Linked DNA regions of Mus musculus: regions 2, 3, 4 and 5 are each linked to region 1. The links are chromatin contacts, called in public HiChIP or PLAC-seq, capture Hi-C and promoter capture Hi-C maps. All regions are on one chromosome and are shown on one strand. The core of a region is the stretch at or near the end of the contact, and the rest is flanking DNA. Distances in the headings are between cores, read along the strand shown.

What was found. Promoter capture Hi-C pulls out the DNA fragments that hold promoters and counts their contacts. HiChIP or PLAC-seq counts read pairs in DNA pulled down with a chosen protein or histone mark. Capture Hi-C pulls out chosen DNA fragments and counts their contacts.
Region 2: a contact with region 1 is called in a capture Hi-C map of macrophages, with 2.7 times the contacts expected there. The contact joins the promoter of Abca5 here to the promoter of Abca8b in region 1. A contact is called at or near these places in 1 of 39 promoter capture datasets (liver), 1 of 115 datasets of contacts at active chromatin or transcription factors (pancreatic cancer cells) and 2 of 9 other capture datasets (embryonic stem cells and macrophages).
Region 3: an H3K4me3 HiChIP or PLAC-seq map of bone marrow-derived macrophages shows a contact between it and region 1, with 4 times the contacts expected there. The contact joins the enhancer-like site here to the promoter of Abca8b in region 1. A contact is called at or near these places in 2 of 39 promoter capture datasets (hippocampal neurons and neural stem cells), 2 of 484 Hi-C or Micro-C datasets (adipose-derived mesenchymal stem cells and muscle stem cells), 1 of 115 datasets of contacts at active chromatin or transcription factors (bone marrow-derived macrophages) and 1 of 9 other capture datasets (macrophages).
Region 4: a promoter capture Hi-C map of liver shows a contact between it and region 1, with 4 times the contacts expected there. The contact joins the promoter of Fam20a here to the promoter of Abca8b in region 1. A contact is called at or near these places in 2 of 39 promoter capture datasets (both in liver) and 2 of 484 Hi-C or Micro-C datasets (liver and muscle stem cells).
Region 5: an H3K4me3 HiChIP or PLAC-seq map of forebrain shows a contact between it and region 1, with 9 times the contacts expected there. The contact joins the enhancer-like site here to the promoter of Abca8b in region 1. A contact is called at or near these places in 22 of 39 promoter capture datasets (the 3T3-L1 cell line, 3T3-L1-derived adipocytes, the C10 cell line and 16 more), 13 of 484 Hi-C or Micro-C datasets (3T3-L1-derived adipocytes, the C2C12 cell line, MC3T3-E1-derived osteoblasts and 8 more), 5 of 115 datasets of contacts at active chromatin or transcription factors (bone marrow-derived macrophages, embryonic limb bud, embryonic stem cells and 1 more) and 4 of 9 other capture datasets (adipose tissue, embryonic stem cells, liver and 1 more).

What each region holds. Positions count from the first base shown.
Region 1 is chr11:109,992,713-109,997,317 of GRCm38.p6, reverse strand. Abca8b (ATP-binding cassette, sub-family A (ABC1), member 8b) reads left to right here and starts at 1,473. Exons shown (of 39, transcript NM_013851.3): 1 at 1,473-1,706.
Region 2 is chr11:110,335,223-110,340,552 of GRCm38.p6, reverse strand. Abca5 (ATP-binding cassette, sub-family A (ABC1), member 5) reads left to right here and starts at 2,837. Exons shown (of 39, transcript NM_147219.2): 1 at 2,837-3,068. Gm39445 (a long non-coding RNA gene) reads right to left here and starts at 2,715. Exons shown (of 3, transcript XR_880289.1): 1 at 2,269-2,715; 2 at 1,694-1,765; 3 at 548-648.
Region 3 is chr11:109,666,868-109,671,719 of GRCm38.p6, reverse strand. It overlaps Prkar1a (protein kinase, cAMP dependent regulatory, type I, alpha), which reads right to left. Exons shown (of 11, transcript NM_001373913.1): 11 at 2,057-4,290. The coding sequence ends at 4,118. It also overlaps a transcript of Fam20a not described here. Among named protein-coding and RNA genes, the nearest start is that of Gm39443, 15 kb to the right of the region's middle. Within about 2 kb of position 1,564, at least 151 of the 459 cell types and tissues checked have an H3K27ac peak or open chromatin away from gene starts, as enhancers often do. A contact at or near this core is called in adipose-derived mesenchymal stem cells, bone marrow-derived macrophages, macrophages and 2 more, where this site is marked.
Region 4 is chr11:109,719,649-109,724,460 of GRCm38.p6, reverse strand. It overlaps Fam20a (family with sequence similarity 20, member A), which reads left to right and starts at 2,223. Exons shown (of 11, transcript NM_153782.2): 1 at 2,223-3,149. The coding sequence starts at 2,746.
Region 5 is chr11:110,266,910-110,271,619 of GRCm38.p6, reverse strand. Abca5 (ATP-binding cassette, sub-family A (ABC1), member 5) reads left to right here. Exons shown (of 39, transcript NM_147219.2): 39 at 1-2,251. Among named protein-coding and RNA genes, the nearest start is that of Abca6, 17 kb to the right of the region's middle. Within about 2 kb of position 2,934, at least 92 of the 459 cell types and tissues checked have an H3K27ac peak or open chromatin away from gene starts, as enhancers often do. A contact at or near this core is called in the C2C12 cell line, adipose tissue, bone marrow-derived macrophages and 6 more, where this site is marked.

The DNA of each region.
Region 1 (4,605 bases), core at 224-2,723:
GTGATACATAGAGAAACCCTGTCTCTAAAACAAACAAACAACAACAAAAAAAAACAGTATAATGAATTTGTTTTTTAATTGTGTGAGAATTTCATACATGTATTACATTTACATAATTTCCCCTCTAATTTTTCCTGTGTGTCTACTCAATTCCCTCTCAAATTCATGGCATCTTAATTTCTATTGTACACACACATACACACACATACACACACACACACCCCTAATGTCTTTTAACATTGTTCATATGTACCCGTCTTTAGGGCTGACCACTTGGGATTGGATGAACTACAAGACTTTTTTCTGGAGAGCACTGGTTCTCCGTTCCTCACCAGTCATTGGTTGCCTATATCTCTTTATCTAGGAGTAGACCCTAGAAATTTTACCTCTTCCTGTTGGCATGTCAGCTGTGGTTGTCATTATGTAAGTTTCCTTTAGGCAGATATATTGTTGCAACCTCCCGGGAGCAGCAATCCTGTCTAGAAGATATTGTCCAGCAGCCATATAGCCTAGTCCTCTGATTCACATCCCTTCTTCCAGGATGTTCCCTGAACTTATATTATGGGTGTACATAATGTGTTGGGTCTGGGTACCTCTTGGCGACCAGTTATGGATCCTTGTAGTAGCCTCAGTTAGATGCAAAAGGAAGCTTCTTGAAGAAGCATGAGAACTACATTCAACTGTAGGCATAAGAAGTATTTAAAATGCAGTTAGAAATTATATTGCTTAAGAAAAATAGCAGTGGTACATTCTCCTCTAGGGTCTATGACCGCTACATCCACAGAGAGTTGACTAGGTTTAGAATATCAAACACAATTTCCTTCTGATTGAGAAGGCTTGGTGTTCAATTATATAGCTGTTGGATACCCCCAAGGTAAATAATGCCACAGTTACACCAGTCAGAAAAATAATAGCATGGTACACAGTAATATATAATTAAAATAATATATAATAAAATAGCATATTCATAATCCATGATTAGTGTTTATTAAGCAAATGGCAATCAAGCTGCAAAAATAACAGAAATATGGACAGCACTTGATGAAGACCCTTGATGTCTATCTCTTTCCTCCAGGAGCAGAAGGGACATACAAGATAATTGTCTCCAGTATCTAGAATGAAGACCCTAAAACCTACTCCATAAATCAACAGTCAAGACTAAAGCTCAGCGGGAACTGGAAAAAAATCACCAGAGAACTAAATGAAAGCAAAACTGAGAAATAAGAATGAAAATCCTGAGTGAAGAAGTCAGAAGCCCAGGGCTGTGGGTGGAGAGAAAGCTTTCCTCCGATAACACAGCTCTCTGATTTACCACCTTCCAGTTTAAAAGCAACGCATTAAATGTTGCTCTCCAGCTTAGGCATCCTGCAAGCTTGGGAATATTGAATTTCCTCCGTTATACAGCCACATGGCCAGGTGACCAAATATAACTGGCACCGCCCTGCGGGGGCTGGCTGCACAGCGGTAAAAGAGGAGCAGCCATGCGCGGTCACGTGTCCGTGGTGTTTGGCAAGACCAACCCAGAGCTGAGATCATAAACTCCCGCTGAGAGCAGCTTTCACCAGTCGCGTTCACGGACAGCAAACAGTTAAACTCTAGAAAGGTGCTGGAGAATAGGGGGAGGGGAAGGTGTCTCACTTTATTATTCTAAACAGAGCCCGTGATTAAATGGTGCGGCTGGAGTCCCTGCTTGGCATTTCCCGAAAGTAAGTTTCTGAGATTTTGTTTTCCTTATCAGGTTTATTTGTTTGGGCATCGGGATTATTATTGTTGTTGTTATAATAAAAAAATGAACCGTTTTATGAGCTGAATGCTAACCATCTGTGTCAAAGTTGGTTTTTTAAAAATCAGTGGGCTATTCTGAAATGTTTTGGTGTCTGGTGTGTAATATTAAATAGAGCAAGGTATTCAATTAAAATATATACCTTTATATCATGATGTTCTGCTGAGCCATAAAATGAGTGTGCGAATGAGCTGAAATTGGCCAACAGACTGACTGTCAAGCTGAGACACTTCAGGATTGAGTGGGAAGCTTGTACTGCCTCTGGAGTTATTTGCTTTGATGATGTAATTTGGCAATCTGGGGTTAACTTTTCTGAGACTGCTTCCGGAGAGGGTTCACAGAACACTTGATGAATAGCAAGCTGTGACTGTTCTTGGATCTCTGGCTGTTCTGACACCGTGGGGGAAATGAGAATGTGAAATGTGCAGGGCTCTCCTGTCTCACAGCCTAACTTTGAATGTTCATCCTTCAGCACAGAAGTGTCAGCCTCCCAGGGCAACAGGGGAGGAGAAACACTTAGTCTCTCGCCCTCTGTCTCTGTCTGTCTCTGTCTCTGTCTCTGTCTCTGTCTCTGTCTCTGTCTCTGTCTCTGTCTGTCTGTCTGTCTGTCTGTCTCTCCCTCCCTTCCCCTTTCTCCTCCTCCCCCCCCCCCCCCCACTTAAACATTTTGGATATTATTTATGCCACAGATAAGGAGGGTTCATGTCTTCAGTATTTTTACAAATCGCAGAACACACACACCAGGAGTGGACAGACAAGGAGGCGATTTTAATTTACAAATAAAATCAGAGAAGTTGCAGACAAGAGTGCAGTTGCCTGCAGGGCTGTGCCTGATTCTGTATTGAGATCTCTACTCAGACAACTCTGCCACCCCAACAGACTACACAGTCCCCTCAGAAGTTGTTCCCTCTGGATTATCCGGACTGAGAACAACTCATGAGGCACCTTAGCGGCCCCTCAGTGGGCACTCCAACCTGATGCAGCTCCACTCTTGGCATCCATTCCTTCCTTCTCTCTTTCCATGAGTTGTCTCCTTTCTTTTCTTGCCTGTCTGCCTTGCCTGGGACCTCCTTTAACAGCCCTATGCAGGTTCCTCCTGTGGCAATAGCCCCTGAGCCTGCTTCAGCCATTGTGTCTCCCATTAGACTGGCCAGGACTTATCACCTGAGCTTCGACTCTAGAGAATCCACGAGAGTGAGCTCTCTGTGTGTGGTAAACATGAGGAGCACTTCTGGTAAGGACCCACCAGCTTGTTGCTGTGGATCATCGTGTGGGGTTCATCCCTAGCACTCGCTTCAGTTCTTAGGACTTAGAACCAATTTTATGGTATTCACCATGGAGCTACTGACTTTGTGGTCAAAAGCCCGGGCCATTCACGCCCCTGGCTTCCCAGAAATCTGATAAGCATGGGATTCTGGGGAGCCTTCCCTTTCATGATTCAGCTTAGGTATCCAGTGTCCTCCCTCAGGAAAAAAAAAATGCTTTTGAAGAGCATTTACATCCCTTAGTTTGCAGAAGAGGTTTCACCAGAGCATGTTTGCATAGTATTGATTGTTGAAGTTGTAGCAGGAGGTGGTGTTATTATGCACTAAAACATCTTCTGCAGGAAATTTTACATTCCCATTTAATTATTTATATATATATATATATATATATATATATATATATATATATATGCAAATCCCCTTATCAAATCACCCACTGATATTTACACACAAACACACCTGCCCACCCCCTCTCCTATAGATGATCTTCCCTCTCTTCCTTCGGTGTTGAATTAGCTAAAGCTGTGGTTTGCTGCACACCTGTGGGAAAGTTTGTTCTGTTCTGCTAAGTAGTCTCTATGGCAGTACAATAATGCTGTTCTCTTCAGCCGGTTCTGGGCAAAGCCCCTGGAATGCCCTCCTGCGTACTGCCTCACACACAAGGCAAAGGATCATGAATTCCCAATCCAGATGAAGCCAGTCCAGAGCCACTACCTGGAGTTTCTACCTCTGCCTCCCAGATACAACACCTCACCACAGAAATGACCATTCACTGGAAAGATAACAGATTATTATTCGTAGACATAAATCTATTTGTGCTTACTTCAGATTAAAAGTTGAGTCACATTTCTGTATAATAACCGGATCAGTTAGAATCTATCCGAGAGCTCATATATGTAGACAGTATTTGTAAAAGATAAATCGTAATAAGAGCTGTGAAATTTTCATAAAATAAATCACAGTTCTTTGGGAAAATTAAGAGCAACCATTAAAGATATATGAATACCTTTATAATGTGCTTTGAACAGGACAGGAAATTGAGGAAAGGAAAAAAATATTTAACAGCTCAGCAAAAAATGATAAGAATATAAAAAGTATGATTAGAATAGAGGTAAATAAAATCAAATATAAGAATAAAACATAGTGAGAGATTATCCAAAGCAAAGGTTCATACATAATTTAATTCACTTTAAAAATATTATTATTTATTAATTAGGTTTTAAACAACAGAACAGTTGTCAGTATTTTATGAACCAAATATTTGAAACGTCAGCCAATGCTTTAAAGTAAAGAGCTAGATAAAGGTGTGTGCAGACAAATGTTAACCGGGAGAAACATGGGGTGTCTGTGTTGCTTTAAGAAATCCAAGTCGTCCCCCCACCCAAACACACACACACACACACACACACACACACACACACACACACACACACACACTACATAGCTGGGATAGTGGCACTGTGTCTTAAGCTTTTCACCATTCAATTCTACTACAATAGTAGCAGAGTCAGAGGAGGGCAAGCAGACACACCCCAGGCCTCCAACATCTACCATGGC
Region 2 (5,330 bases), core at 1,588-4,087, 340 kb before region 1:
CTCTTTTTCTACATTGATAGCCTAGTCTGATTTTTTTTTTTAGTCATGCATTATGCTAAATCAAGATTATCTATTTGAAAAAAAAATCAAATTACAGCTATTCTAGAAGCCACTTTGACTTTCAGAAATGGCAAATAACAATAATGTTTAGTAAGATTTTAAAATGGTACATATTGTTCCAAACATACTGTTAATAATGTGAAATACTAGCCGGGCAGTGGTGGCACATGCTTTTAATCCCAGCACTTGGGAGGCAGAGGCAGGTGGATTTCTGAGTTCGAGGACAGCCTGGTCTACAGAGTGAGTTCCAGGACAGCCAGGGCTACACAGAGAAACCCTGTCTCGAAAAACCAAAAAAATAAAATAAAATAATAATGTGAACTACTATACTATACTACTATACTACACTACACTACACTATACTATACTATACTATACTATACGTATCAGACACAAAGCTGTTACAGTAATGACTTAGTTATTGTTCTCTTGCTGTGAGGAGACACCTTGGAAAAGGTAACTTGGAAAAGGAAGCATGTAATTGGCGTCTTGCTTGCAGTTTTGGAAGGTTAGCCCTTGAGCATCCTGGTGGATCTATGGCAGCAGGCAGCCAGGCATGGCACTGGAGCAGTCGCTGAGAGCTCTCATCTGATCTTCCAGTTACAGGCAGGGAGAGAGAGAGAGAGAGAGAGAGAGAGAGAGAGAGAGAGAGAGAGAGAGAGAGAGAGAACACTGAGCCTATTGTGGGCTTTTGAAACCTCAAAGCCTGTCCCACTGACAAATGTCCTTCAAGAAGGCCCACCTCCCAATCCTTCCCCAAACGGTTCCTCCAGTTGTGAACCAAACATTCAAATATACAATCCCACGGAGGCCATTTTTCATTTGCTGCCCCACCCCAAATGATTTAGTCATCTTAATTTTAGCAAAATGGTCTAGAAAAATCCATTTAAACAAGTCTTTGATGTCTGGCAAGCAAAAGCACGGCCACACGTAGCCATTGTTCATCAGGTTGTAAGTTAATACTCTATGTGGCAAGATTTGGCCTCTTACTCCATGTTAAATATTGGTGAGAACTGTGGCCCACTGTTAATTTCCCATAGCCACCGAGCTTCTTAAGTCTCAAGCTGCAACTCCTATGATCTAGGAACTCCCACATGGTTCATTTGTCTATAAGGTCTATTAATGAGGTGTGGGGATTTCAGTTGCCACCATGACAACCAAGATGTGCTTATTGCTTGTTTCTATTTCCTAGATACAGAAGGGTGGAAGGAAGCATCATTCTCTCTGGCCGCTGTTTTACTATTAAAACCTGGTAGTTGTGGACATTTAGGCAGACATCGTGTGACCAGCCTGATTACAAGATATAAATAGTCTGATAAATAGTTTGCGTAGAGGCAGTAAAATATGTCACAACCTACACATTAATTTGTAGTAATTTTTTTATTTAAAATATTTTTCTCTGTGTTCTATGTTATTCTTACAAGCCTATAATCTTGTTGTCCATTTTATAAGTCGTATGTGTGTGTGTGTGTTGCTGGGGTTTAAAGCCAGGACCTTGTACAATCTAGGCAAGCAGACTATCACTGAACTACAAGTCCACTCCTATAATAGAATTTTAATATTTTCTGTTTCTATGGGTGCAATTTTGTTAAGTGAGTAGGTATTTTTTGTGAAGATAAAAATATTTACATACCTTTCTTGTAGGTGTTTTCTCTCATCAGTAGTATTATTAGCAGTATTTACCATAGTTTATGATTCGCAAGACCTGAAAATTTAAATTGGTATAAGAAAAAGTTCTTAACTTCAGGCTACATATGATGTAGCTGAAGAGATTAGCATGTAAGACAGTGAAAGGGATACTATGGTGCCAAGTGGGGTGTTTGAGAGGAAAGATATCATTGTGTCAGGCTCTATGATAGTGTACACACACATGCAGGCAAAACGTCCACATCTATAATAAAGCAGAACACATTCTATAGACTTAGTTTTCAATTTGAGAACTACACACACATACACAAAATATGTATGAATGTTCACATTCACAGAGCTGAAGATGTTTTCGAAAGTAACTGTAACACATAGCACTGGGGACTGCACACACCAGACACATTCAGTATCAAGCCAGCAAAAATTCCAGCATGAATAGTGTGTGTGTGTGTGTGTGTGTGTGTGTGTTATGAATTGGCAGTTTGTGGCTTCTGGATAAGAAAGGATCAGTCTTCCTCAGGGATGTGTAATTTTGGTATTGTGAACTTTACTTTGCAATACCTTTGGCCCTTGTTTCGATCACTTTGGGTAACGACATTCCAAACATCAGTTTGCATTTTAAGTAAAAATTAAGCGTGGTATATAGTCTTTGCCAGAAGTCAACACTTGCAGATTTTCGGAGGATGTTTGAAGGAACCGGTAGGATGTTCAAGGTGGTAGTCTGAGGTTGGAGAGGAGAAGGCAGTCTTTACAGAAACGAGGAGGGAGGACGCTGCAGCAAGAGGGAGGAGTGTCAGACTTTTATCAACTCTTTAAATACAAGGGAACAGAGGCAGATGGGAGGGTGGAGAACCAAGGCCGTCCTTCTTGAGGCGACAGAAGTCTCCTCAAACCCATCGAGCCTCGGTGGAGGGTGCGGCGAGCTCCCCAGGAGGTTCTGAGCACCTGAGCTAGAGTCGGCAGGTCCAACCAAGTACTCTGCGACTCGTTCGCCGCGCTCACCTCCGCCGGAGCCCCGCCCCCAGTAGCCCCGCCCCCAAGCGCGCTCCCGTCTCGAGCTCCAGGAGCACGCGCATTACGCACGCCCCGCCCTCAGGTGCATTCAGGGGCGGGCAGGGGGCGTGTCTCCGGCGGCGCGCGCGGCTCTCTCGGCGTAGCGGGGCGGCGGGCACGCGCGCGCTCGGCCTCGCGGACCGCGTCTCCGCGCAGAATTTCCGAGCTCCGTCACTTACCGCGGTCGCGGTCGCCGCAGGTAAGCTCGCGGCTTGGGCCTGACAGCGCTGCGGCTGCGACGCCGGGGTGAGGAGACGCCGAGGCCCGCGGCGCTCGAGGTCGCTCGCCATTCGTGTCTGCGGAGAGAGGTGACGCGGCGGCGGGGACGGGGCATGGACCGTGGAGATGGCCGAGCAGCTAGGGAATGAGGAGAGGGGAGGGTGTGGCGGGCCGCGGGGAGCCGGAGGATGCTGGCGGGTGGCGGGCGCTGACAGGGATCCCTGGGCTAGCGACATCCTCAGAACTTCTAGAGAGGCAGAAGGAAAAGAAAGGACAAACCGAAATTAAATAAAAGCCCAAACCAAACCGAAGTCAGTTTTCCCCCTGAGGGCTCAGGAGCATCGCCCTACTTGGGGCGCAGATCGGGTAGCGGATCATGTGTGACCAGAGGACTCGGGGTGAGAGGAAAAGCCGCAGAGCTCGTGACACGGTTTTGGGGTTGAAAATAATCTGAATTCCCCAAACATAGCTAACGAAGATTCCCAGGCGCGGAAAGGTTTCAGGGAGGAGGAGAAAGCGAGGTCCATGGGGGACAGCGGCCTCTGGGGCAGTCGGAGTTGAGGATTTTCGCCCCAGCTCTCTAAAAGCTTCGCTTTACGTTTTCAAAGAATCAAGTCTGAGGACAAAAATTAAGGACATTCTGGAGCCCCAGATGAGGTTAGATCCTGGCTCAGAGCCAGGGTCAGTATTACTTCATCTTGACAGCTGCTCTGAGGTTGGAGATGGTACTCTGTGTGGGAAATATGGGTCTTAAAGAGGTTAAATAACTTTATTAAGGTCCCAGCTGGGGAAAAAAATGAGGTACTGAGATTCTCCCTCTGAGATTCCAGACTCTCTAATCCTGGTGCTTTCCTCACTCTATTTTATGTTTGCCCAGAGAGCATTTTTATGTCTCGTCAGAGAAGACTCAATAGATAAGAACATTATGAGAACACTTTGTGTGTGTTTATCCTGAAAGCAGATTTAAGAGACAGTGATCTTTGAATGTGGGTCATTTAGGCAGATGTGTCCTTGATAATGCAAAACTTCAAATTCTATTAAACATAGGGAACTCTTAAATTTTGCATAAATTTATTAATATGTTCGTTACATGCCAGGTAATCATTTTGTTCCTAAAGTTCCTAGATGAATATAGTATGTAATGTCTGCCATTGAGTTTAATTGAAAGAGTAATTATATAAAAGCAACTCATACTAATATAAATTGTAGTCCTCATTAGTGTGTAGATTACACTGGAAATAGTTTTAAGTGCAAACTTAAAACTTTTATACAGTGCAAACTTTATACTTTTATAAACATTATATATAAAGAAAACTATTAGCTGACTTGCCATATGGGTACTGTTACATCGTTTTCCTCCAGCAAGGCGTTCTGTCATAAAACTTAGGTCAAACTTTACTGGCATTAGTATCTTGCTTTATGTCACTACTTTTGGTAAATTTTAAAAGATCAGCGAAGAAAGCGTTTATGATGCCTTCTGTTAAATTTAAAGGTTTATTATACCCATTATGAAGCCAGTAAAATAGCTGGATAGGTTTCTCTTTCAGTGCATTGCTAGACAGATTAGCAGCTCTTTTCAAAAAATTAAATCTTAATTTAAAAGTATAGTTAAACTGGATGGCATTTACGTTTCTGTGGTTTAGAGTTCTCGGGGGAATGGCAGCCATGCACGTTGTTTAACATGTAAATTATTGGAGGCCCAGATGTCAGCGAGTGGTTGGAGTGGTGGAGCCGTTTCTTTGGATTGTTTCTGTTTTCTCACTGAAGTAGGAATCCAGATTGCAGTTTGTAGGTGATGGTGGAGATGGAGATGGAGGGGTTTTGAGGATTGAGGCAGTCAGTGGACTTCTAAAGTGTGAAGCATCTCCCTTGGGTGTAGAGGTACAGAGGAGGAGTGGGGTGCCACTTGGGGTGTTCCATATCGCATACAAGGCATTCCACACTCTGTTGTCAGTTTCGTCTGTACATTGCTGCCCAGGGCGTACACCCGTGCTCTGCCACATTCCAGGGTGGCATCTGCCTCCACCGGGTTGTGGATAGCTCTCTTCTTCATTTTACATAGATCTTGTCTTTTGGGAATTCAGCATCTCCATAGTTTTCTCTCTGCTTAGAAATTCTTTCCTAACTCTTTCCCTCAACTGGAATTACACTATTACATTTAATTTGATTTACATTAAGTTAGTGATAGGAGGATCCTTTTTTTTTTTTTTTTTCTGGTTCGCGCAGACATTCTTTAGAACGTGTTAGAAAAGTGACCTAGCGTTTCCACTTGTGTCCCTCTCCTACAACTGATGAAAGGAGTTAGTGAATCTTTTTGGATGAAGAGTAAGGAAGTAAGTCACCTAGGCTTT
Region 3 (4,852 bases), core at 315-2,814, 330 kb after region 1:
TCAACTGTTTCTTCTCTTCTCCCATGTCTGGGAAGCACAAGGAAGCCACACTGAAGATTGGGGGCTGGGGGGGACAGGCACTGTCAGATCAAAGAAAGGATGGTTTGGGGCTCTCAGCCAGCCTGGCTCGGGCGAGCTGCAGTCCATCTCCAACATGGCCTCCCTGATGCAGACCAGTCTCTCGAGACTCTGAAATCTGCTTTACATTTCAAAACCAAAGTAACTCGGCTTGATTCTATGATGGATAACTATATAGGCTACTTTTAACTATCTGTTTTTCTAACAACAACAACATAAAGCTAAGAGCAGCATTTTTCAAAAGCACCAGAAGACAAAAACATTCCATTCTCAGAGTGTGGAGTTCTTACAGCTTACGCACTCTGAATCATTGCTCAACTTCCCATGGGGAAAAAAAATATTCTGAGTCTATGTGAAAACTTTCCATGTTACCACTGGCAAGCAAATAAAAAAACCAAGACTGTGTGAACTGGTAGGGATCAGTTTGGAGGGATATGCCACAGCATTCTCCAAATGCTGGACCTATCTAAGGATAAGTCAATTCTCTTATAGGGAGCAATTCTGTCCTATTAAACTCCTGGCCTCTTAACTGGTAAATTATTACTGCCCCTAGGAGAAGTATGAGGTCAGGTTCTTAGGATTCTCTAGTCTAACTTCACTGACCCATTACTACAGAATCTCATCTTGTGTGGTAAAGATCATGTCTTTACATTGCTGGTTCTTTAACACTGCATCTGTCTACTGCTGCACGTTCACAGTAAGAGACAGCTTTCTCAAACTCAGGAACGCGAGTCAGCCCATGAGCACTATCCTGGGAGGCCTTCTAAATACCGAGTGACCTCATCAACAGCAGGCACGAGGGCCCCCACACAAGCGTGGTGCAGGAGGCCCCCAGGTGACATGGCCACAGATGAGGTGAGGCAGACCTCACTCAGCCTCGGGTGGGAAGGCAAGGGATAATCACGTTTTTCTCTGCGAGTGCAGCTCAGGTCCCAGAGGGCTTCTGGTGTGGCAGTCTCGGGGTCACACTTACATTGTACCAAGTAGGGAGACACGCAAATGCAGGATCTGCAGACTGAGAAACAGCTGCGACTCATCTGAGGTTGGCAAAGCTGAGCATAAAGAAAAAGCTCTCCATCTAGTGGTGACTTTTTTAAAATCACAAAGCTACTTCTTGTTCTTACAGGGACTCATGATGATGTCACAGTTCTAAAGTTATGCCAAGAAACAAATTTTAGCTGTGTATGTACACAAAAATGATGGTTTCTACAGAAATACCCCAAATGTAAGAAGGGAGAGATTTGTGTTTCCCCTTGGCAGATGTGATGGAGGGCAAATTAAATGGTTAGCATGGTTTTGGTCCACCCGGAAGTGCACTGGCAGGGCTTTGCCAAAGTTCACAAAGGGTCCAAATCTTTGAGGTTGGAGACAAAGTGACGCCACTGCCATTGTGCTAATTCAATTTCAGAATGTCAACACAACAGTAAACTGCATCCTGGGCCAAGTTTTAAAAGAAGGACATGCAGCTGGTGAGAGGAAGGGACTTCTGAACCTGGCCAGGCAGAGCTTAAGCAGCAGAACTCAGCCACTCTCCAGCACTAACTCCAGCTTCCCTGCGTGTGAAGATCCCAGTTATCACCAGAGTAACTCATGTGCTCACTCTTCAAACTCCAGGAAGAAACAGAAACAAATCTTGATGTGTAAGATCCTCAAGCAGCTACAGGTGGATCTTGTAAAACCAGGAGTCCAATCCAGTCTGTGAAGCCCTAAGGCACACAGACAGGTCTGTCCTGTGAAAACAACGCCATGGCTTTGGACAGAACCTTCCCCTTCCAGAGCTTGTTAGTGAGTCTGTCCCACACCCATAAAAGCAAGGTTTTGAAATCCACCCTTTGACAAACTGAATTGGAATGTATTTTAAAAAAAAATAAATACATTACTTTTTCAAAATTCTAATCCCAAAATTCACTTTCATTCTTTCCCACTGAAATTTTGGGGAAAAACAGAGGAAGAAAAGGAAGAAAGGAAGAAAAACTGATTCGTTTAAGAATTTAAATTATTTCATCTTTTTTATTCTGTGACCTACCATTGAGACAGTCTGTAACAAAAGAACAGCGATTAGATTAGCACAGAGTATATCAGACTAGTGTCCAGGAAACAGCAACTGTCCCTTTGGCCAGCTCTGCTTTCTCAGCAGATTGCTTAAATTCGCCCACCCATCCAGAGACAATGGTGCCAAGAGTCCACAAAGACACAGTATGCCAACCACGACTTCTGACTGATATTTAAATTGCACAAAGATAAAGCTTTAAATGTGGTAATTTTTAAATTTAGACTTATCTTGAAAAGTCTAAGAGTAAAACGACAAAAGGGCGTAACTTGTAAGCTAGCATGGAACTCTTAGAAAGCAGGTGTTTATCTCCGTACAGACCAAGGGGGTATATACACATGAAATGCATTTTATGGCGTTCTACATCATTCACATACATACATTTTTGGCATTTAAACAAATATCAAATTAAGCTTTAAGCTAGTAACATAATTTTTATTTTTTTAAATATAAAAAAAGATAGCCAACCACAAAGTAAGTACAGAAAACCCTCATTTAATATAGATTATGGAAGTTTTAGATATGGCAACAAGGTAGCTTTCTATCCCATGCTAAAACCTAAATGAAACTTTTTCCCAAATTAGTAACAATCTAGAAGCTTTTCAATCTACCAAGAAAAAAATCTACCATAACCAACAATTTAAGTTAACTGGGAAAGGGAGGGAGGGAATTATTAATCAGAACCACTTGCACACACATGAAAACGCAGTCACTCCCAAATAGAACCCGACATTATACAGAAATCACAAGATAAGTGTGCCTCGTTACGAACTGTGAATTTTGTTTAAAAAATAACAGTAATAAAAATAAACTGTTGGGTTATCACTGGAATAATGTAACACATAAGGCTGGAAAATACTGAAATACAGTCAAGAACACAAGTTTACTTTAAACACACACACACAAACAAAAAACAATAAAGAAAGTTTACCAGAGAAATTCAAGGTTAGACAGGAAAAGGCAGGACTCAGCGGGGTGGCCTTTCAGACCACAACACGGTCACACCCCACCACTGTTCCTAACAGAAACCCAGGGGACAGACCCAGCTTCCTGCTTCTGGACACCTGACCGCCATCCACCTTCAGCAGCACTGCCTCCATCCCCTTCTCTCTGGAGCTTGCTCTATTTGTCTATTCTCAGTAATTCCAACGCCCTAGTCTGTAACTGAGGGCAGATCACACGAGTTAACCACGGTTAACTCCCCAGAGTGAAGACCTCAAATTCTCACATTTCTGTGTCTCATCCTCAGGATTTGGCACCAGCTGGATAAATAAAGTTATCAGCGTCTGTGAGCTCAGACAGGTGCAGTGAAGTCACAACCAGTACTTGCCATCTACAAATGATTTCAAACTTAAAGGCAGGGATAGACGGCCAGCCACACCAAAACATTTCAGGGTTGGAGAAGAAACACTAGCAACAGACACACCAAACCAGGCTGAGAGGGCTGAACTAGCTGCAGTGCCTGGTGATTAGCAAAACATGGGCACTCCCACACTTAAACTAGCTTAATTACAGGCAGATGTCTTTCTACTGTGCTAGGAGTTTTCTATATTCATTCTTCTAATCCTTAAAGGTTAAAATCATTTACTCTATAAAGAAATACAGCAAACATGGCCACAGTCTAAGTATGTCACTTGTGTCATATGGAAATGGAAACCTGTGTCACTTAAAAGCCCTGCACAGCTATTACATCATTACGGTAATTCAGTGGTGCAGGGACCGCCCTCAGCAAAAAGCGCGGCACTTGCTGCCCAGGTTGAACACGAGCACTGCACAGAGAAGCGGTGACAGCCAAGTCCATACAACTCTCTATTTATTTGTGAATGAGCATTTAATAACGCTCCCAATGAAAAATGGTGCAATAAAGCAACTTTTAGTATAAAGAGACAAGAAGCTGTGAAGCAGTGGCCACTGGGCGCTGCGGCTAGGGAGAGAAAGCAGTCTGCGTGAGTGAAGCATGGACTGGGGAGGAGGCACAGGAGGCGCGGGTCAGACGGACAGGGACACGAAGCTGTTGTACTGCTGGATGTTCCGCTTGAGGATGTCTGAGCACGGGCCAAGGACGCGTTCAAACCGAGGCCGGTCCAACTTAACGCACTTCAAAGGGCCCCGGGCAACCACAGTGGCAGCCCGAGGACGATTCATCAGCAGGGCAATTTCACCTGGAAAAGAGACAGTAACGACTATCACCTATGGAAGCTATTTCCTTAAAGGGTCCACTCCTGAGCAAGTGAACAAAGATGCAACTTCCCTACTAACTTAGTAGAGGCCACACAACATTTGTACATTAAAAAGTATTACTAGCAAATAGATAACACAGCCCCTACAGTCATGCCTACAAACCAACACTCATGAGCCAGAGGCAGGAAGGTGACCAGTTAGAACAAGCTTCACTGTACAATGAAGTCCAGGCAGTCGAGGCTATGTAGGACATAAGCGCAAGTGCGTGTGCGCATGCATGCTTGGTCTGTGCTCATCTATTAACTGAATAAAGTTAATGTTACAGTACTTCTCTGAGAAACAAGAAAGAGTATAGGTTAAGAAATCTACCAGGTATCATGACTATAACCCCAACACTTAGGAGGCTAACTAAGGCAGATCTAAGAAGGCCGGTCTGCACTGTTACCAAAGACCCTGTCTCAAAAACAATAAAGGCAGGGTGTGGGGGTGCCTACATTCAATCCCATCACTCTAGAAATGGAGACAGGTGGGTCTCTGAGTTTG
Region 4 (4,812 bases), core at 974-3,473, 270 kb after region 1:
AATGGTACTCTCTTGCCCTGACTTCACATTCACTTCATCTCTGACTTCCATGCCCTTGACCTTTCTAAGGTATGTACGTTCAGATAACCTTCAAGCAAGTTAGAAAGAGCATTTACTCTACTGGAGCCAGATGAAAATGTCTGCCGAGGAGGCATGAGCCCATTGGCTGGGGATAATCAAAGTCACGGGGCTTACGGCATCTTTATCAGTCTAGAAACATGCAAGAGCTTCTTATCGTCGATAAGGCACCATTGATCATTACCTGGCTTTTTAGTCTATGGGCCGTGATGCCTAATTAGACAAAGCAAAAGTTGCAAAGTCTCTCAGAAACTGACCGCCTGTTAGAATTTAATGCTAGATTTAAAAAAAAAAAAAATAAGTCCAAGCCCCACAGGTCTCTTAAAGGCTCTGACCTCGTCCGGCTCCTGGGAATTGGCTGCGGATGCTGGGTCTTGAGGTTTCCTAGTTGGACTCAGTCTTAAGGAATCTAGTCCTTTTCTCTGGTGTTTTGTATTTCCAGTGTTTTTCTGTGGTTTGCCGTTGTTTGTTTGTTTGTTTCAAACCATAACGAGTCTCCAATCTGATCTAGTGCTTTACAAGAAACCAGAAGTACTCGCTACAGCCAAACCCTGTCTCATAGTTGTCTGGCATGAGTTAGGGATATTCTGAGCACTATGTATACTTGAACTCATTTTAAGCCTCACGATGAGCTCATGGAGTAAATTCTCATTGCAGGATGCTTAGGCAATAACTCAATTAGTAATCTTCTTGCTGTGCAAACACAAGACTACTCTCCAAGACCCACATGAAAATCAAGCTAGTGTGCTGGCAGACGATTGTAATCCCAGCAATAGGGAGGCAGAGACTGGACGGTCTCTAGGGTTCACTGGCCGGTCAATCTGGTCCCAGAGAAAAAACCTGCCTTAAAAGCATCAGTGTGGATCAGTGGCTCCTGAAGACTAACACTCAAGGTTGACATCTGATCTCCCCAAGCACACACACACACACACACACACGGGCACACACACGGGCACACACACGGGCACACACACGGGCACACACGGGCACACACACGGGCACACACACACACGGGCACACACACACACACACACACACACACACACACACGGTCACACACACGCACTTCTATCTAAAGATGAGAGGACAGCAGCTGCCACAAGAAATAGTTGACCAACTGCCGGGAAAACTCCAGTGTTAACCCACAAGCTACAGTGTCTCAGAATGGAGACTCCAGCAAGAACCTGGAGATCCTTAACCAATGAAATTAGCATACATAGGCGCTTTGTTGCCCAGGCAGGCAACAGCTGGGGGGAAACAGTCTTTTCCTGAACATTCTCCAGGGTGGGGCCACCTCTCCAGGCAGACTCGCATTTACTATGCTCCCAAATTATAAAACAGAGAAAGCCAAGGTTTCAGGGCTGCCCTCCCCTGATCCTCAGAAGGAAGGAACACGGGGTGGAGAAGTGTAAATGACCTCACAGGATATCAGGAGAAAGCCTAAGTAAGCGGGTCCTCCAGTGATTCATTTGGGTGGACTACTTTCACACCAAGCTACATTCAAGAGTTCGGAGTGGGGTCATTTGGGGCCCCTCCCTCCCTGCCATTTCCTCTTTTCAAAGTACTGGAAGATTTGGAGTCAAACTCCATCCAAACAGGAAATCACCCAGGTTCTAGGTTAAGGGGAGTGGGAGGGGCTCTTATTTTTTAAAGGGCAAGCTATTTTTGTGCACCACGTGAGTATCTTCAGAGCAAGTGCCTACTATGTGCTGGTTGCTATGAATCCAGTTTATGCCCTGCAGCGAGTATGCTGAGAAATGAAATCCAAACCCCCAGACACACATCTGGCAAAGCTTACAGAAGAAAGGCTTTTAAGGGTTTGCATTGTCCCCCCCCAAAAAAAAAAACCCTAAAAATGGAAATGAAAGGCTCAAGTCCACCTCTCTTGGGCTCACCAGGATGTGTATGAAGAGCCCTGAGCAAGGAAAGTGGGGACAAAGAGGAGGAGCCGGAGGAGAGGATTGATGACAAGGTGGAAGGGCAGAGCCGGCAGCAAAGGGATTGGGAGTTTGGCTGGCAAGCTATGCCAGAGGCAGGTGCCAGCTAAGAGTGGGCGGAGGTGCGGGCGCCAGGCCAATCCAGGCAGCGGGGAGGCTCCGCGTTACCTCTGCCTCTAGGAGTCTAGGCGCAAAGACAAGCTCGCCCTGAGTCGCCCCTGCTTTGTCAACTCTGCGTTCCCTCCGCTCCTGCCAGCCCGGGGCACAGGAGTCCCTGCCGCCTGCAGGAGGAGCCGCTGGATCTGTCTCAGCAGCTGCGGAGAGACAGCATCCTTGGAAGAGACGCCCCGGGCTACGCAGTCTCTCCAGCCTCCTCCTAGGGGGCGAGAGCTCCTTTGCGCTCCCTCCAGTGATCGCCCTCTACACGGCCACCAGAGCCAGCACTCCTCCACGGGACCTCCCCACCTGAGCGGTCCCTGGCAGAGGGGGTCACAGGGCAAAGAGACTCAAATAACAACCGGGTAGCCAGGGAACCCCAACCCTGCCTCTCTACTGGGCAAGAAAAGACGACGCTGTCAACACTGTGAGCTTCCTGCACGCGGTCCCCAAGTTCAGGGAAGACACCCTTCCAGGAAGAGCTAATCCCCTGTGTGAGCATTCCAGCCTCCTCCGGACTCCAGGAGCTTCTTCCGTCTGCACCCCAAGTGTTTCCCGGGTGTCCGCTTGGGCCATGCCCGGGCTGCGCAGGGACCGCCTGCTGGCCCTGCTGCTCCTGGGCGCGCTCTTCTCCGCCGACCTCTACTTCCACCTCTGGCCGCAAGTGCAGCGCCAGCTCCGGCCGGGCGAGCGCCCCGCCGCCTGCCCGTGCTCTGGCCGCGCCCCCTCCGCGTCTCTACACTCAGCCGCAGCCTCCCGAGACCTTGGCACAGCCTCGCACAACTTTTCAGGAGCTTTGCCCCGGGTTGAGCATCCCAGCCGCGGCCACCCTGCCCCGCGCTCTAAGCTGCAGGCCCTCTTCGCCCACTCGCTCTACCAAGTCCTGGAGGATCCGCCTCTCCTGGGACCCGAAGACTGGCTCCTGGCCAGCCAGGAGGCGCTGCGGTATTACCGGAGGAAGGTGGCCCGCTGGAACAGGTGAGAACCCTTCCGAGGAACCCCAGCACCGGACTCCCTAGCATGACCCTCCAGGTCCTGGCTACCCATGTCCACTCCCACCCTGGGCTGTGGGAACTTCACTCTGCCGTCACAGCCTGGCACTAGGCTTCGATCCCCATCTGGACGCCCACCAGCTGTAGCAGGCCTTAGATTTCTGAGCAACAGCAAAGAAATGCTCCCAGCCACTCCCCTCGAGTTCCTGGGTTCTCTAGCCAGTCAGTTTCCTGGTCCCAATGCTTTCTCGGGCCTCTTTCGCGCTGTCCTGCTGTGGACAGCTGCTCTGGGCCTGCTGTTTTCCAGAATGAACTTTGCAAACAGAGAGCAGGGCTGGCGACACTCAGCTCTGCTCTTTGGTCAGATCTGACTGTCATATCCCAAAGACCCAGTTTCCCCCCCCCCCCCCCCCCCCGTCCCTGTCCCTCTGCTCAGGGTTGGAGACCAAAGAGGTCAGCTGGAGCAAACTCTGATACGGCCAATCCCTGTTGCTCATTAAACAGGGCCTGTCGGGTGTTTAGGCAATGTTCCAAACTGAAGGCAATTTATCATCTTTTATTATTGTGATGATTTGGGCTGAGGCTACTGGAGAGAAAGGGGTTCGGGGTTCGGGGTTCGGGGGCTGGAGGCCTAGGAATTTTGTAATCTGAAAGCAAAAATTGGAGTTAAATATTAAAGTATTTAGGATAAATCTAAGAGTGTTTTCACAAGGGCATGTTGGATAACGTATCTAGGATAAATTTGTTTTAACAAGAGTGTGTTGGCGATGTTGAGGTAGAGGCTGTTGGGAGGTCCCCCAGCCTAGAGCAGAAAGCCTTCATATGAATTAAGGGCTCTTTCAAAGTCTAGAGCTTGTTGGTCACTTGAATCCAGGGTTCCGTGTTCCTGACACACCCATCTGTTAATACAGAGATTTCAGAGTGAGGTGTCAGGGGTGGTTTTGGAGTCTCTCTGGAAGATGAGAAAGCCATAAATCTCAGTTGAAACTCTGTTGCTAGCCCAATTTAACTGTTTTCTCATTAATTGGTGGGACTAAACCTTGGAGCGGGGAGGGGGTGTGTGTGCAGATAACTTCAGCAAATGGAGAGAAAGAAGTTGAAACTTATTGGCTGAAATTGCTACAGTGAATTTCATTTGCAACCTCTATCTATGGCTGGTGATTTTCTATTAGAAAGTGGTTCTCAATTCTATTGCTAATTGCATGCAATAAAAAGGCAGCTTAAGATTGCTTCTCAAGTGCTGTCACGTTCAATATTACCTTAATTTCATCAATAATGTGGTAGCATTATGGATCAGTGAACTAGGAAATTTGCCCTTAGAAAAATTATCCATAGAAATACAGGCTATGGGCAAAGTTGCTTGCTATTGTAAATGTAGATGTATGTCTGCCTAGTCTCATTTCTGTCGCCTTGAATTTCCTTATGTTACTTGGGCCCTGCAGGAAATTCCAGGGAAATATTTGGGGAGAAAGGCAAAACTCTTCCTCACCAAGCTGAGTAATTGATTTTAAGCTTCTAACAATGTGTAACACAGACACACACACAACTTACTGCCCAGAAAATTTGGTCATTTAACAGGGAATCAATCAGTGGGGGCTGGAGACCTTTCTATTTGTCTTTAGGCAGATCACTAATAGTAGCAGTTTCCC
Region 5 (4,710 bases), core at 1,685-4,184, 270 kb before region 1:
TTTAATGGATAACCATCTTTATTACTAAATTTGATTCCTTGACTCTCTTGAGTTTTAAGTAGGTCAGCATATACCTTCCTTTAAAAGGTCACCTCAGAACATGGTAGAATATAGGAGCTCTTTCAAGGGTTAAATTAAGAAATAAAAATTAGAGTTTCACTCTTGTGACAGAGTTGAAATATGATAATTAATCTTAGAAATATTTGATTTTATGACTCATATGGACAGGTATACAAGTATATGATGTAGTTGATACTGTATTTCAGGCTGTTGTATATGTGTTAGCTTTGTAAAAACATATATTGTGGTGTGACTTTTGCATCAGAGACGTAAAGAACAATAGCAAGAACAGAGGGCTTGCTACCAACTTTCAATGGTCAAGCTTTCAGTGAAGTTATTAATTATTTAATGTTGGGAAGATTTAATGAACTTTTAGTCCTGTTGGGTAGTAAAATGTGTGACTTTAGGCACTAGTGGCTAATTCAAGTTTTCCTTTCTCAGTACAAGGTGGCACATGGCTGGCAACTTTCTCTATTGCTTTGACAGTTTCTTTCCACCTTCCTAAAGGCATCTGTGTAGTCTCGTATCTCAGAGGTACTCTAATGTAATAGAACCATCCTACAAGTCTGCTTGGATTTTATGACACGCCCCTCCCCCAAGTTCTTGTAAGGTTTCATTGGCAGTAGCTTGCCTCCTGATACCAAATTATAATTTTGGATCCTTTAAGGATCTTACATTTAATTAATCATTTAATTAATGATTACTGCATGACCAATATAGTCAAGATGTATTTAAGATGAAATCTTTATTTTTGCTGATAAATTATAAATTGCACATTGTATTTTCTCAGCAAGTCATTGCTAAATGGTGCCGTAAACTTGAAGAGCTATCTTTTAGAATTTAAGTACCTTGGGCCTTTTTTTGGGGGGGATGTGATTTTTGTAACTCTGTAACCTAGAACACATACCCTTAAAAACAAACAAACAAGCTGCATTTATAGTTTACTAGGACAGTTACCGAAAAGGGTAGGTTTCATTTGTGTCTTAAAAGCGTTTGGCCCTCCTAAGACAGAACTGTCTCATAGAGATGGTGAACACAGGCCATATCGCCTTCTTTCTCATATAGACTTGGTCACTGTCTATTAGCATTGCTCAGTGTGTGCTCAGTGTAAAATATAATTTTCCTAGGGAATGAAAGTCGAGACTGCACTGTCTAGTCTTCTATATTGTGTGTTCATTCATATTACAGTGGATAGTTTGGTTTTATACATGGATTTATTTTAAATTATCTTAAATTATTGCTTTCAGAACTTTGTTTCTTTTCAATACAGGTAAAGAAACAAGTGTATTTGTTAGCAACAAATGAAAACAAACTGCAGCGTCACCTTCCTGCCTTATATTTTCCATCTGTGGCCAAACAGTAAGAGTAGAACAAAGGCAGACTCTGCCGAGTTGAAGGCATTGCTGTCTGCAGCAGAGGGGCCGGTCAGGAGGAAGCAGTGGAAAGCGTTCTGGGAGGTTTGCCTTCTGTGGGCTCTTCCCTGCTTTCCATGCTGTTCTTAGGAAAAAGCAGGGTTCTTTTTTTTCCCCCAAAACTTTAATTTGTCAGAGATTATTTGTAGCCAGTTTTGGTTTTCTCTGTTAAAACATGTTTCGATACTTTAAGCACACCTTCCAGTGACTGCGTTTCAGAGTGGGCTCTTTGGGTAGAAGGATGAACTGTTCGGCTCTGTAAGATCTTACATTTTATTAAGACAAGGATAGATACTTATAACCAGTTATGATATGACAATGCTTTGCTACTAGTCTTAAGAATATCTTCTAGGAAAATGAATAGCACAGTTAATTTTACTAGGGTGAGTGTTGGTTTCCCGGTTCTTTGTTGGTCACTCAGCGTCTCATTCCGATCGTGCGTTTCACATTTGTTACAATGCCATCTTACATTTTCAGGTAGCATTCAAAACGCAGGACTTTTTTTTTTTTAAATAGCAAATGCTTTTAAATGCTTTTTCTTAATGTATTTTTAATATTGTTAACATTGAGTTCTCATCTTTCCCCTTGAAATAGCATATTACATAAAGTGAGAGAATTTATTCTCAGGTGAATTATTTTTGTATCAGCTATTCTTATAAGGTAAAAATTTACTTGTTTTCTATTCATAATGTGTTATATGTACAATTCTCAATGCTGCCCTTTAAGAAAAATGAATGTGCTTATATTATTAATAATAAACTTTAAGAGCTAAAAATCTATGACAGACTTCAGTTTGTATACCAAAATTCATTTAGTGTTCATAATTAGATGTGTGACTTAAATTCAAACTTGAAGCAGTCCTCTGTGCCTAAGATGGTAATATCCCTTAAGGACCCACATAAATGAAGGGATAAGAAAACATTGGGAGGAACTGCAGTTTAATCATACTCAAATTCAACAATAGATAACCAAGAAAAAAAGTAAGAGACTCTTGTTGCTTAGCGAGCCACTGGACATATTCTTCTCATTCTGTCTAGTTGAAAGTCAAAAGAACTTACAACAGCCATTTACCATTTACATGCAGAGCCCTGTGCTGGGGAGGGTGACTATTACCAGAAATGGGGTAATTCCAAAATTATTTATTTAAAAGTGTTTTATTTTTAGTATTACAATTAAAGTTTGCATTTAAAAAATATCTTATTTCTGTCATATGGAAAAAGCCCCAGTTTTTTTCTAACAATATTTTTATTAGTTGTTTTGGCATTTCACATCACGTACCTGATAACACTCACTTTCCTGTCCTCTCAGATCTACCCCACCCTTGTGACCTTCTCCCCAAAAAAGAAGAAGAAAAATTAAAACAAATCCAATTTCTTTTGCAAGAGCAACGTTGGAATAGACAAGGTGGAAAGGTGGATAAACCCTTTGACCGCTAGGTGGCAGCAGAGGGCTACGTGGGAGGGCACCTTCCTAATCCAGGAAGGAAGTTGGGTAAAGAAAGCCTTCTGAGCAGAGGCAGAGCCAGCCAGGCAATCTTGGTGACCAGAGGCTCAATTCTACTGAGTGTGTTGGCTTCATAAGTGCTAGTCTGTTTGGGGAGTAGTGACAGGACTCAAGAGAAGACATGAAGGACAAGAAATGTGAAGCAAGCCAGCAGACAGCCTCAGCCGTTTGTCAAACTGAAAGCAAAGGATTACAAATACAGTCGTCATAGGTTTTGTAGGCTCAACACAGGGAGTAAATCACTGGTTTTCAGTCCCTCTTTTGATGCCTTTAAGAAGTCACAAAACCGGGCTGGAGAGATGGCGGGCCATTAAAGGCTAGGCTCACAACAAAAACATACGAAGTCACAAAACCAAATTTTCAGGTATTCTACAAAATAGTCTTGAAGGATATTTTATTTATTTGTCTGTTTACTTATTTTATGTGAATGAGTGTTTTGCCTGTATGTATGTGTGTGCACCACGTGCACGCAATGCCAGCAGAGGCCAGAAGATGTTAGTTAGCATCCCCAGAATGAAGTTACAGCCAGCAGTGAGCTTCCGTTTGAGAGCTGGGAACCGAGCTTGAGTCCTCTAGAGGGGCAGATGCACTCTTAACCTCTGAGCCAGCTCTCCAGCGCGTGATCAGGGAATCTCAGCACTTCTCATTCAAGCGCAAATATATTGATAACTTACAAAACTGGGAGGTAGATTGGCAGAGATGGGCAACAACAACAACAACAACAACAAACCCTTAAAAAGGGATTTTGGGGGCATCACCTTTGTTAGAGAGGTCACTGCAGTCTCCAGTTTGTTTTTTTTTATTTCTCAACTGCTACTTTCTATAGTAAAGCCAGTATTATTTATGCATTTGAAATAGATTTATTATTTCTCTTACAGAGTCATTTTAAAGATTTAGCTGGTAATTCTTACAGTGAGAGACTCAAGATCACAGTGATAGAAAACAATGCCATTTTCTTGGACTGTCTGAAATCTAACTTCTAACCATTTGAAGATATTTGACTTCATTCAAGTTCCATGCTGGGGACAGGAGCCTGGAGGGTGGCAGTCAGAAGCGTCCTTGGTGTGATCCTGAGAAAGAAGGTTGTGTAGCAAAATGTCTTTACTTGAAGATACAGAGAAAGAATGTAGGGAATCATGACATGTTGTGGCTAGTGATAAACAGGTTATGTAGGGGAAAGAGGAAACATCTCTTAGCCTCAGCTACAGGGGCGATGTGGGGGCTGCGGCGACAAAGCCATAACACACGGAAGATAAGCTTGGCATCTCTGCTGAAAGACTGGCGGTAATTCATAAATCCAGTGAGATGATACAGTATTTCAGTGACTCCTGCATGGCAGGCCAGTGTTGGAAAAGAAATCCATTATGCTGCTGCTTATATCTAATGGTATAGCAAGGTACCATCTTGAGAAGAGGGCCTACTGTTTGAGACTGAGATACTTTGGAGAGAGAATGGAACAGCTGCAATTGAAGGAGTCTGGTGCCTCGGTGTCTAGGTAGGCAGGAGGCACGAGGCATAGCCACGGAGCAGGGAATAGTCAGACATCAACAAGCTGAGTGTAATTGTAGGGCTAAACTACAGAAGGCATGGTAGCCTGCCCAATCTGGAACAAGGACAAAGCTGTTGCGTATAATTACTAAAAAACAATCCACGCTATTGGCGCATAGCCCAAGGCCGCATAATTCCCCTTGCCAAGGCCTCTCCCACCAACGCTGGCTCTGCCTCTCTAGAGCTC